Linked DNA regions of Arabidopsis thaliana: region 1 is linked to region 2. Evidence: chromatin contacts called from public capture Hi-C data. All regions are on one chromosome and are shown on one strand. Each heading gives the region's core, a stretch centred on a gene start, on an enhancer-like site or on the middle of the called end of the contact. The rest is flanking DNA. Distances are from core to core; before and after follow the strand shown. Region 1 holds the start of AT5G45060 (Disease resistance protein (TIR-NBS-LRR class) family). Region 2 holds the start of ARAD2 (Exostosin family protein).

Region 1 (4,974 bases), core at 90-2,589, 40 kb before region 2:
CCACATAAGTGTCATGAACGAGACCCTTCAATGAGGAGATATCGTTCGTTGCAATGATGATCCTGCTGCCATCTTTGATCCACTCATGTTTACTGTGAAGATCATATTTCCCAAGAAGAGCATATATTTGTTCCCTTCTACTAACATCATCAAGGACGACGAGAACTTTGCGTTCACGCAGTAGACCCTTATGAGTTTTGTATGGTTCTTCAATACTATCTAGTTGAGGATTATTCAACTCCGGTAGTAGCTTCTCTAAAAGCAAAGTAGGCAAGCACTCTAACCTGAAGTTATTTGACTTCCCACGGATTTGATCGATCAACGCATACCTCGAAAACTTGCCCTGCCAGGTCTTATAGAGCTCTTTCACCAGTGTGGTTTTGCCAATTCCAGGCATCCCAACAACTCCAATGACACGAGTTCCCTTGTATTTAACAAGATCCAACTTCTCTTCCAACTCCTTCAACCGTTGTTTGATTCCAAAAGTCTTATCCTTTTCACCTCCTACCGAACTTAGAGTGTCAATACTTTGTGATGGATCCACAGAGACCACCTTTTGGCTTCCCTCCAATGAAACTTTCTTCAACACTTTCTTAACCTCCTTAACGATTTCGTTGAGTATTTCACTCTCAGGACTACAATACAAATGAGAAAAATAAGATCAACATGACTTTCCTAGATTCCCATGAAAGGTTCCTAAACTTATCTAGCAACTCTAATACTAAAGGGTCAAGCTTTTGGTTAATTCACTCAAATGAGGAAAATAAGATCATGACCATGAAAGGTTCCTAAACTTATCTAACAATTGTAATCACTAAAGGTTCAAGCTTTTGGGTTAATACTCAAACCAATAGAGCAAAAGCAGCTACCTTTTATCGTGAACAGTGATACCAATTAAGCCAGGAATCCACTTCAAAGCTTGTTTCCACTCTTTCTTCTTAATCACATCACGTTCCTCAAGATCTCTAAAAGCATCACCGAACTGCCCTCTAACACCTCTAACAGTGGATGGATCTACCTTGTAGAAGATAGGAATAGCAACAAGTTTACCTTTCTCCACACAATCTTTTATCATCGCTAGCTCTCTCAAGCACCATGTTGATTCAGTGTACTTCCCGGAGAAGATAGCTAGAGCGATTTTGGAGTCATGTATCTTGGTTAAAAGTGTTTCTAAAGGTTCGCCTTTGTCTGCGTAGTTGTCGATGAAGACTTTTATGTTATCGTTTTCTAAAGCTTCTACTAGATGGCTTACGAATCCGAGTCGTAAATCTTCTCCACGGAAATTGATGAATACTTGATGTTGTGGTGGGAGACCGGTGGAGGAAGAGGAGGCCGCCATGGGAGACAAGGCAGACAATTTGCAAGTTGAATCATCTAATAAGTTTACTTTTCCAACTGTTGACGTTTTTAGCTAGGAATTGAGTGGTTCTCCTTCTCCCTCAACAACTGTTTGAGAATGGTTGACTTGAGAATGGAGTGCGACTACCATTGGCCAACTTCAGTGCTTAGGGACCACAATCGTTTTAGAGAGTTGGTTTCGGGTGCGACCCAGACGCACAGTTTCTAAAATAATGACCGAGAGTGAGCAAATCGTCTACATCAGCTGCATAGAGGAGGTACGATACTCCTTCGTCAGCCACCTCTCCAAAGCTCTCCAGCGAAAAGGTGTAAACGATGTCTTCATCGATAGCGATGATTCGCTTTCCAACGAGTCTCAATCAATGGTCGAGAGAGCTAGGGTTTCTGTTATGATTTTACCAGGAAACCGTACGGTATCTCTTGACAAGCTCGTGAAGGTTCTCGATTGCCAGAAGAACAAAGATCAAGTGGTGGTTCCGGTGTTGTACGGTGTCAGATCATCAGAGACCGAATGGCTTAGCGCGCTGGATTCGAAAGGATTCTCATCAGTACACCATTCCAGGTATTCATAAACTATCTTCTTCTGTGAAGCTATTCACAGTTATATATGAATCGCAGAGCAAGTGTCTTTCACTACCTTGTTTGTGTTGATCAGTGAATTCTTCCATTGAAGTTCATGTGTAGTCATGTTAATACCTAACAGAGTTAAAACTGAGATCATAAGCTCTAAATCTTAAAAAGTGCATTACAATTTCAGTTTCAAGTTTATGTGTAGTGTTTCTATGAAGTGCATTTCTTTTTCTTGAACAAATATGACGCAGGAAAGAATGTAGTGACTCCCAGCTTGTAAAAGAGACTGTTAGAGATGTGTATGAGAAGCTCTTTTATATGGAACGAATTGGAATATATTCGAAGCTGCTGGAGATTGAGAAAATGATTAACAAGCAACCGTTGGACATCCGTTGTGTTGGAATTTGGGGTATGCCTGGCATAGGCAAGACTACACTTGCTAAAGCAGTCTTTGACCAAATGTCTGGTGAGTTTGATGCTCATTGCTTTATTGAAGACTACACCAAAGCTATTCAAGAGAAGGGTGTTTATTGTTTGCTGGAGGAACAGTTTTTGAAAGAAAATGCTGGTGCTAGTGGTACCGTTACGAAATTGAGCTTGCTTAGGGATAGATTAAACAATAAGAGGGTTCTTGTTGTTCTTGATGATGTCCGCAGTCCTCTGGTTGTGGAGTCTTTTCTTGGAGGGTTTGACTGGTTTGGTCCCAAAAGTCTAATCATCATAACCTCCAAAGATAAATCGGTGTTTCGCCTTTGTCGAGTCAATCAAATATACGAGGTTCAGGGTTTAAATGAGAAAGAGGCTCTTCAACTCTTCTCTTTGTGTGCGTCTATAGACGATATGGCAGAGCAGAATCTCCACGAGGTGTCAATGAAAGTTATTAAATATGCTAATGGCCATCCATTAGCTCTCAATCTCTATGGCAGAGAACTGATGGGGAAGAAAAGACCACCAGAAATGGAGATAGCATTCCTCAAACTCAAGGAATGTCCTCCAGCTATTTTTGTTGATGCAATCAAGAGCTCGTATGACACACTCAATGACAGGGAAAAAAACATTTTTTTGGACATAGCTTGTTTCTTCCAGGGAGAAAATGTTGACTACGTGATGCAACTGCTTGAGGGTTGTGGTTTCTTTCCACATGTTGGAATTGATGTTCTTGTGGAGAAGAGTCTGGTGACTATTTCAGAAAACCGAGTGCGGATGCATAACTTGATCCAAGATGTTGGCCGACAAATAATAAATAGAGAAACAAGACAGACTAAGAGGCGCAGCAGACTGTGGGAACCTTGCAGCATCAAATATTTATTAGAAGATAAGGAACAAAACGAAAATGAAGAACAAAAAACAACTTTTGAACGTGCTCAGGTCTGTTATCATTTAATAGTTTTATATTGAACCTATTTTATGAGCCAACATCCTACTATAATCCACTTCCAATATTCTTTCAGGTCCCTGAAGAGATCGAAGGCATGTTTCTGGACACATCAAACTTAAGTTTTGATATTAAGCATGTTGCCTTTGATAATATGTTGAACCTTAGATTGTTCAAGATTTACAGTTCCAATCCTGAAGTCCATCATGTAAACAATTTCCTCAAAGGCTCTCTCAGTTCTCTTCCTAATGTGCTAAGACTCCTGCATTGGGAGAACTATCCTCTGCAGTTTCTGCCTCAAAATTTTGATCCTATACACCTTGTTGAAATCAACATGCCGTACAGCCAACTTAAGAAACTTTGGGGTGGAACCAAGGTAAGCAATCTCAAATATGCGTTTTTCGCCGTTATCTATACTCAAAGACAGATTTTGTAATTCTTTTTTTGACATTTTTTTTCGTAGGACCTGGAGATGTTGAAGACAATCAGGCTTTGTCATTCCCAACAACTAGTTGATATTGACGATCTTTTAAAAGCTCAAAATCTTGAGGTAGTTGATCTCCAAGGCTGTACAAGACTGCAGAGTTTCCCAGCCACCGGTCAATTGCTACATTTACGAGTTGTAAATCTCTCAGGTTGCACAGAGATCAAAAGTTTCCCAGAAATTCCCCCAAATATTGAGACACTGAATCTACAGGGGACTGGTATAATAGAATTACCACTTTCCATTGTTAAGCCAAACTACAGAGAGCTTTTGAATCTTCTAGCTGAAATCCCGGGTCTTTCAGGTGTCTCAAACCTTGAGCAAAGTGATCTCAAACCTTTAACAAGCCTGATGAAAATTAGCACATCTTACCAAAATCCTGGCAAGCTTAGTTGCTTGGAGCTGAATGATTGTTCTCGTTTGCGAAGTCTGCCAAACATGGTTAATTTAGAACTTCTCAAAGCCCTTGATCTTTCTGGTTGCTCAGAGCTCGAGACTATCCAGGGTTTCCCACGGAACCTGAAAGAGTTATATCTTGTTGGCACTGCAGTAAGACAAGTGCCACAACTTCCTCAAAGTCTAGAATTCTTTAATGCCCATGGTTGTGTCTCTCTCAAATCAATTCGTTTGGACTTCAAGAAGCTTCCTGTGCATTACACATTTAGTAATTGTTTCGATCTATCTCCACAAGTGGTCAACGATTTTTTAGTGCAGGCGATGGCTAATGTGATTGCAAAACACATACCAAGAGAGCGTCATGTCACAGGCTTTTCTCAAAAGACTGTGCAGCGTTCGAGTCGTGACAGTCAGCAGGTAATACTACATCCTGCTATGTACATCTAGCCCGGTCCTTCATATATCATATCTGACTTATCATGTATTATTGCAACAGGAACTCAACAAAACTTTGGCTTTCAGCTTCTGTGCGCCCTCACATGCGAATCAAAATTCCAAACTTGATCTGCAACCAGGATCTTCTTCAATGACACGACTAGATCCTTCTTGGAGGAACACACTTGTGGGCTTTGCTATGCTGGTGCAAGTCGCATTTTCCGAGGGTTACTGTGATGATACTGATTTTGGCATTAGTTGTGTTTGCAAATGGAAAAACAAGGAAGGCCACTCTCATAGGAGAGAAATAAATTTGCATTGTTGGGCTTTAGGGAAAGCTGTTGAAAGGGATCAT
Region 2 (5,296 bases), core at 1-2,500:
TCGGCCAAGTCATGTTTGCCGCCTCAATAAAGCTTTATACGGCCTCAAACAAGCTCCTCGGGCTTGGTATCAAGAACTACGACGATTTCTCCTACAAGCTGGTTTTGTCAATTCTCTAGCCGATGCCTCTCTATTTATCTATAATCGGCATAATACCTTCATGTATGTTCTTGTATATGTCGATGACATAATCATTGCAGGAGAAAACGCTCTTGTACAAGCCTTCAATGCCTCACTTGCCAGTCGGTTTTCTCTAAAGGATCTAGGGCCTCTCAGTTATTTCTTGGGGATCGAGGCCACTAGAACTTCACGCGGCTTACACCTAATGCAGCGAAAATATATAACCGACTTACTAAAGAAGCACAATATGCTTGATACAAAGCCCGTGTCCACACCGATGTCACCGACGCCAAAGCTCTCTCTTCTCTCCGGAACGGCTCTTGATGATGCAACGGAGTATCGCACCGTCCTTGGCAGCCTCCAATACCTTGCGTTTACACGCCCAGATATAGCTTTTGCGGTAAATCGCCTTTCTCAGTTCATGCATCGTCCAACCAATGAACATTGGCAAGCTGCAAAACGGATTCTTCGGTATCTCGCGGGAACAAAATCGCATGGGATCTTCCTCCGCTCCGATACGCCTCTAACAATACATGCCTTCTCGGATGCAGATTGGGGATGTGATCTGGATGCATATCTCTCAACCAATGCCTACATCGTTTATTTTGGTGGCAGTCCGGTATCATGGTCCTCAAAGAAACAACGAAGTGTCGCTCGCTCATCTACGGAGGCAGAATATCGAGCTGTTGCAAACACCGCCTCGGAACTACGTTGGCTCTGCTCTCTTCTTTTGGAAATGGGCATATCACAAACCACAGTCCCGGTCATTTACTGCGACAACATTGGCGCCACATATCTATGCGCGAACCCGGTGTTTCATTCTCGTATGAAACATGTGGCTCTTGATTATCACTTTGTCAGAGGTTACATTCAATCCGGAGCATTGCGAGTTTCTCATGTTTCGACTAAGGATCAGCTAGCTGACGCCTTAACCAAACCCTTACCACGTCCACGTTTTACGGAGCTCAATAGCAAGATTGGAGTTCAAGAATTACCTCCATCTTGAGGGGGTGTATAAGGAGTTGTATATATTAAGGATATAATTGTCATTAGTAGTTGTGTATACCCTAGACTAAGTACTATATATGTTGTAACACATTCATCATAATAAGACAATTCACTCTCTTATCACAGATTTTACAAGATGAACCCCAAAATCAGAAAACCCAATAATTCATCTTCGAAGAAGGTCACAGTTTCCGTTCTCTCTGTTTTCTTAGTGTTCGTCTTCGTTAATACTTTCTTCTACCCAAGTTTTTACTCTGACTCTGGCTCAATTCGACGCAATCTCGTTGATTCTCGAGAAAGTTTCCATTTTCCGGGAAATTTTCGTAAAACGAAGGTTTACATGTACGAATTGCCGACGAATTTTACTTACGGAGTTATCGAGCAACACGGCGGAGAAAAATCTGATGACGTCACCGGGTTGAAATATCCGGGTCATCAGCATATGCATGAGTGGTATCTTTACTCGGATCTTACCCGACCCGAAGTTAAACGAGTCGGGTCTCCGATTGTAAGGGTTTTTGACCCGGCTGAGGCGGATTTGTTTTACGTCTCTGCTTTCTCTTCGTTAAGCTTGATTGTGGATTCGGGTCGGCCCGGGTTTGGGTACAGTGATGAGGAGATGCAGGAGAGTTTGGTGAGTTGGTTAGAAAGTCAAGAATGGTGGAGGAGGAACAATGGGAGGGATCATGTGATTGTTGCCGGTGATCCAAATGCGTTGAAACGGGTCATGGATCGGGTTAAGAATGCGGTTTTGCTTGTGACGGATTTTGACCGGTTAAGAGCAGACCAAGGGTCGCTTGTGAAAGACGTAATCATACCTTATTCTCATAGGATTGATGCTTATGAAGGCGAGCTTGGAGTTAAGCAGAGGACCAACTTGTTGTTCTTCATGGGAAATCGATATCGCAAAGATGTAAGATTTATTGGTCTCCATTGTTCGTGATCTTGAATTTGGAAAAGGGTTTATTAACAATATATGTGCTTTGTTGTTTGTGTGTGTGTGTTTGATAGGGAGGCAAAGTCCGAGATTTGCTTTTCAAGCTGCTTGAGAAAGAAGAGGATGTTGTGATCAAACGCGGAACACAGTCAAGAGAGAATATGCGTGCGGTTAAACAAGGAATGCATACGTCTAAGTTTTGTCTACATCTAGCTGGTGATACTTCTTCTGCTTGCAGATTATTTGATGCCATTGCTAGTTTATGTGTCCCGGTGATTGTAAGCGATGGGATTGAGCTACCTTTTGAAGATGTCATAGATTACAGGAAGTTCTCTATATTCTTGAGGAGAGATGCCGCTTTGAAACCAGGGTTTGTGGTTAAGAAGCTGAGGAAAGTGAAACCAGGAAAGATTTTGAAGTACCAAAAGGTTATGAAAGAGGTAAGAAGAGTTTCTTCATTTGTCTTCTGAAAGTTTCTTTGGATTTTATGAAAACCAATTTGTGAAGTTTATGGACTTGGTTTGTGTAGGTTAGGCGATATTTTGACTATACACATCTAAATGGAAGTGTGAACGAGATCTGGAGACAAGTTACTAAGAAGATACCGCTAATCAAACTGATGATTAATCGGGAGAAGCGCATGATCAAGAGAGATGGAAGTGACCCTCAATGTTCTTGTTTATGCTCAAACCAAACCGGGATCATCCATGGTGTCTAGTAAGGTTAAATGCCTAGCAAGCTCATGCTAAGCAACAAAATGTGATCATTATTAATGATGAATCAAAGACTGGAAAGGTAAAGAAATGTGATCATTTAGTCCTTATAAATTATAACTAGAACCATTCTTTGTTCTTCGTTTTTTCCCAAATACATGACTCAGTACGCCTTTCTAAGCCTTTTCTTTTTATATAGGAACAACAAGAGAAACCACATCACTCTCTAATTCCGGGTCAAGGGTTTGATCAAGAATGCGCGTTTCCTGGTGGGTTTTGACTTTGGGAGTGTTAAATATCAAGAGAGATTCAAGCAAAGAGAGGTACATTTTATCTTTTAATTTGCTAATACTCAAAGACCACCACACAAGTGATGAAATCAACCATTTACATTATTAGCTAACCAATGGAGAAGCAAAAGACTTTTAGGGCAATGAGAATTTCTAGTCATAGAGCCTACACAGAGAACAGAAACAGAGTAATACAAAGCACAAGTTTGTTCTTTAAAATAGTAACTGACAATTACAACACAATTATTAACAAAGAGACACACAAATGTACAAAGCAACCAAATGATCTTTAACACCCCATTTAAACAACACACAAACAAACAGCATAAAGTTGCACAAAAGCCACTTATGAAGGAGGTGGTGCTTTGTTCTGGTTATTTTTGTACCAAAACCACGACGCAAGAACAACTGCCAGAGTACCTATGAACCATTCAGGAGTCTGGAAAAACTTCTGATCAGGGAGATACTTAGGGGCAATGAAGAAACTAAAGATCAAGTTGATGGTTATAGCCAAGAAAGCAACTCCTATAGCTGACCAACTGTTGTCAGTTGGTATGTTTAGCTGTTTCTTAACCTCCTTAACAATATCCAAAACAAAATCGGTATCGTGTCTGCAAAAAAAAAAATTATAACATGAGTTAGAGAAAGAAGAAGATGATGCAAGTAGGTTTTTACTTTTTTTTGGTTATATCAATAATACAAGAATCATCAAGAAAACTCGAGCGGTCAAGTTTCGGCATATATCGCTCGGTCAAGTGGGTTGGTGCCTTGGTGGATTTGCGGAAAACTCCTTACCAAAGAGATCTACTAATCAAAGATCAGTCGGGCATAGATCCAAACATAATCAAGAATACATGTATTTTGAAGTATTACTTGTACTTTGAGTTTGACCGGGAAAACCCTATTCTTTTTGTCACAGATCTCAGGGCACGCTCCCAACCCTCGACCCTCTCAGGCTCCCCTGCATGGTTTTGCTTCAGTTGCTTAAAAGGAAGGGAAAACTCTCCATCAAGATTGCCTTCTCCATCGGGATTGGCTGCTCTTTTTACATCGTCCGATCTTACGTTATAGAAGATTGGAATCACCACGAGTTTCTTTTCCTTCATCTGTTCATTCATCGTCACAAGCTCATCCAAACACCACTTTGACTCACAGTACCTCTTGGAGAAGATAGCAAGCGCGATTTTTGACTTCTTGATCCTTGTGAAGAGATATTGTAGTCTTCTCCCTTTCTGCTCTTTAGTGTCTATGAAGACGTTGATCCCTGCGTTTCTTAATTGCAGCTCTAGATGGTTGACAAAGATTTCGCGCAGCTCATCTCCTCGGAAGTTGATAAACACCTGATCAGAAAGAGGTTCTTGGACCTGCTCATCCATTGGAATGGTGTCTAGGTTCGTCTGAATAAAAAATAGTGAATATAGTTGGTGAGAGACTTTGTTGTCTCACTTTGTCCTTTAAAATACATTACAGAGAAACGATTCTTTAATTCTTCAGACCAATCAGTGGCTCGATGCCAAGTCTGCGCCTATCCTCAGTCTTTCTTTAATATTATACAACATTATTGTCTCAATGGATCCAAATACTCTAAATCCTGGGTCATGGGTCGGGTAAATAATGTTTTTGAAGACAAACTATAAAGAGTGAAACAACTAAACAGAGATGTAATCTATAGCCAAACAGTGCAAAACTGTTAAGTTTCCAATATCGATACCTCCGATTCCTTAACCAAACCAGTACACACTAACACACCATACACGAGAGAGACTAGCACATCACTAGGTCAGCTCTCAGTACACCATATGAGAGAGACTAGCACATCACTAGCTCAACTCTCAAGTCTCTCATGCAAGACTCACACAATTCAACAACAATCAACAATAAGCATAGATTCTCTAAATCGATATCTCTCCTTATTTATACTCCCAAGCCTGCAACCGCAAACCCTTTGTCATGCCCAGAGACTTTGCTTTCCTTCCCAGCTCATCACACAGTCAACACACACAGTCAACGGTGTTGACTGCCTCTGCTTCTTTCTTTTCTTTACTTGCTTCTCCAATCGTATCAAAAGCCATTTGACCACAAGTTGGTGATTAATCAAGAGGTCATCATCTGTTTGGTTGGGTCCGTAGACAGTAAAGCTGGTGCAAGATACCAGCCAAAACTGGAAACCCTAGTAAACACTTAACAGCTTTATTAACTTTCACATCAGTGCATAGTAAACGAGCTAC

Evidence for each region. Capture Hi-C pulls out chosen DNA fragments and counts their contacts.
Region 1: a contact with region 2 is called in a capture Hi-C map of shoot, with 3 times the contacts expected there. The contact joins the promoter of AT5G45060 here to the promoter of ARAD2 in region 2. A contact is called at or near these places in 4 of 26 Hi-C or Micro-C datasets (root, seedling and vegetative nucleus) and 2 of 3 other capture datasets (root and shoot).

What each region holds. Positions count from the first base shown.
Region 1 is chr5:18,178,403-18,183,376 of TAIR10.1, reverse strand. AT5G45060 (Disease resistance protein (TIR-NBS-LRR class) family) reads right to left here and starts at 1,339. Exons shown (of 6, transcript NM_001344584.1): 1 at 870-1,339; 2 at 1-635. The coding sequence starts at 1,339. It overlaps TTR1 (Disease resistance protein (TIR-NBS-LRR class)), which reads left to right and starts at 1,404. Exons shown (of 7, transcript NM_180802.2): 1 at 1,404-1,921; 2 at 2,181-3,297; 3 at 3,381-3,680; 4 at 3,768-4,601; 5 at 4,681-4,974. The coding sequence starts at 1,572.
Region 2 is chr5:18,138,113-18,143,408 of TAIR10.1, reverse strand. It overlaps ARAD2 (Exostosin family protein), which reads left to right and starts at 1,250. Exons shown (of 5, transcript NM_180801.2): 1 at 1,250-2,041; 2 at 2,140-2,505; 3 at 2,595-2,860; 4 at 2,978-3,101; 5 at 3,988-4,634. The coding sequence starts at 1,265. The coding sequence ends at 2,783. It overlaps AT5G44910 (Toll-Interleukin-Resistance (TIR) domain family protein), which reads right to left. Exons shown (of 2, transcript NM_123859.2): 2 at 4,652-5,296. The coding sequence ends at 5,174. It overlaps AT5G44920 (Toll-Interleukin-Resistance (TIR) domain family protein), which reads right to left and starts at 4,634. Exons shown (of 2, transcript NM_180800.2): 1 at 3,942-4,634; 2 at 3,219-3,679. The coding sequence starts at 4,444. The coding sequence ends at 3,415. AT5G06665 (a long non-coding RNA gene) reads left to right here and starts at 2,978. Exons shown (of 2, transcript NR_142936.1): 1 at 2,978-3,101; 2 at 3,988-4,509. It also overlaps the pseudogene AT5G44925.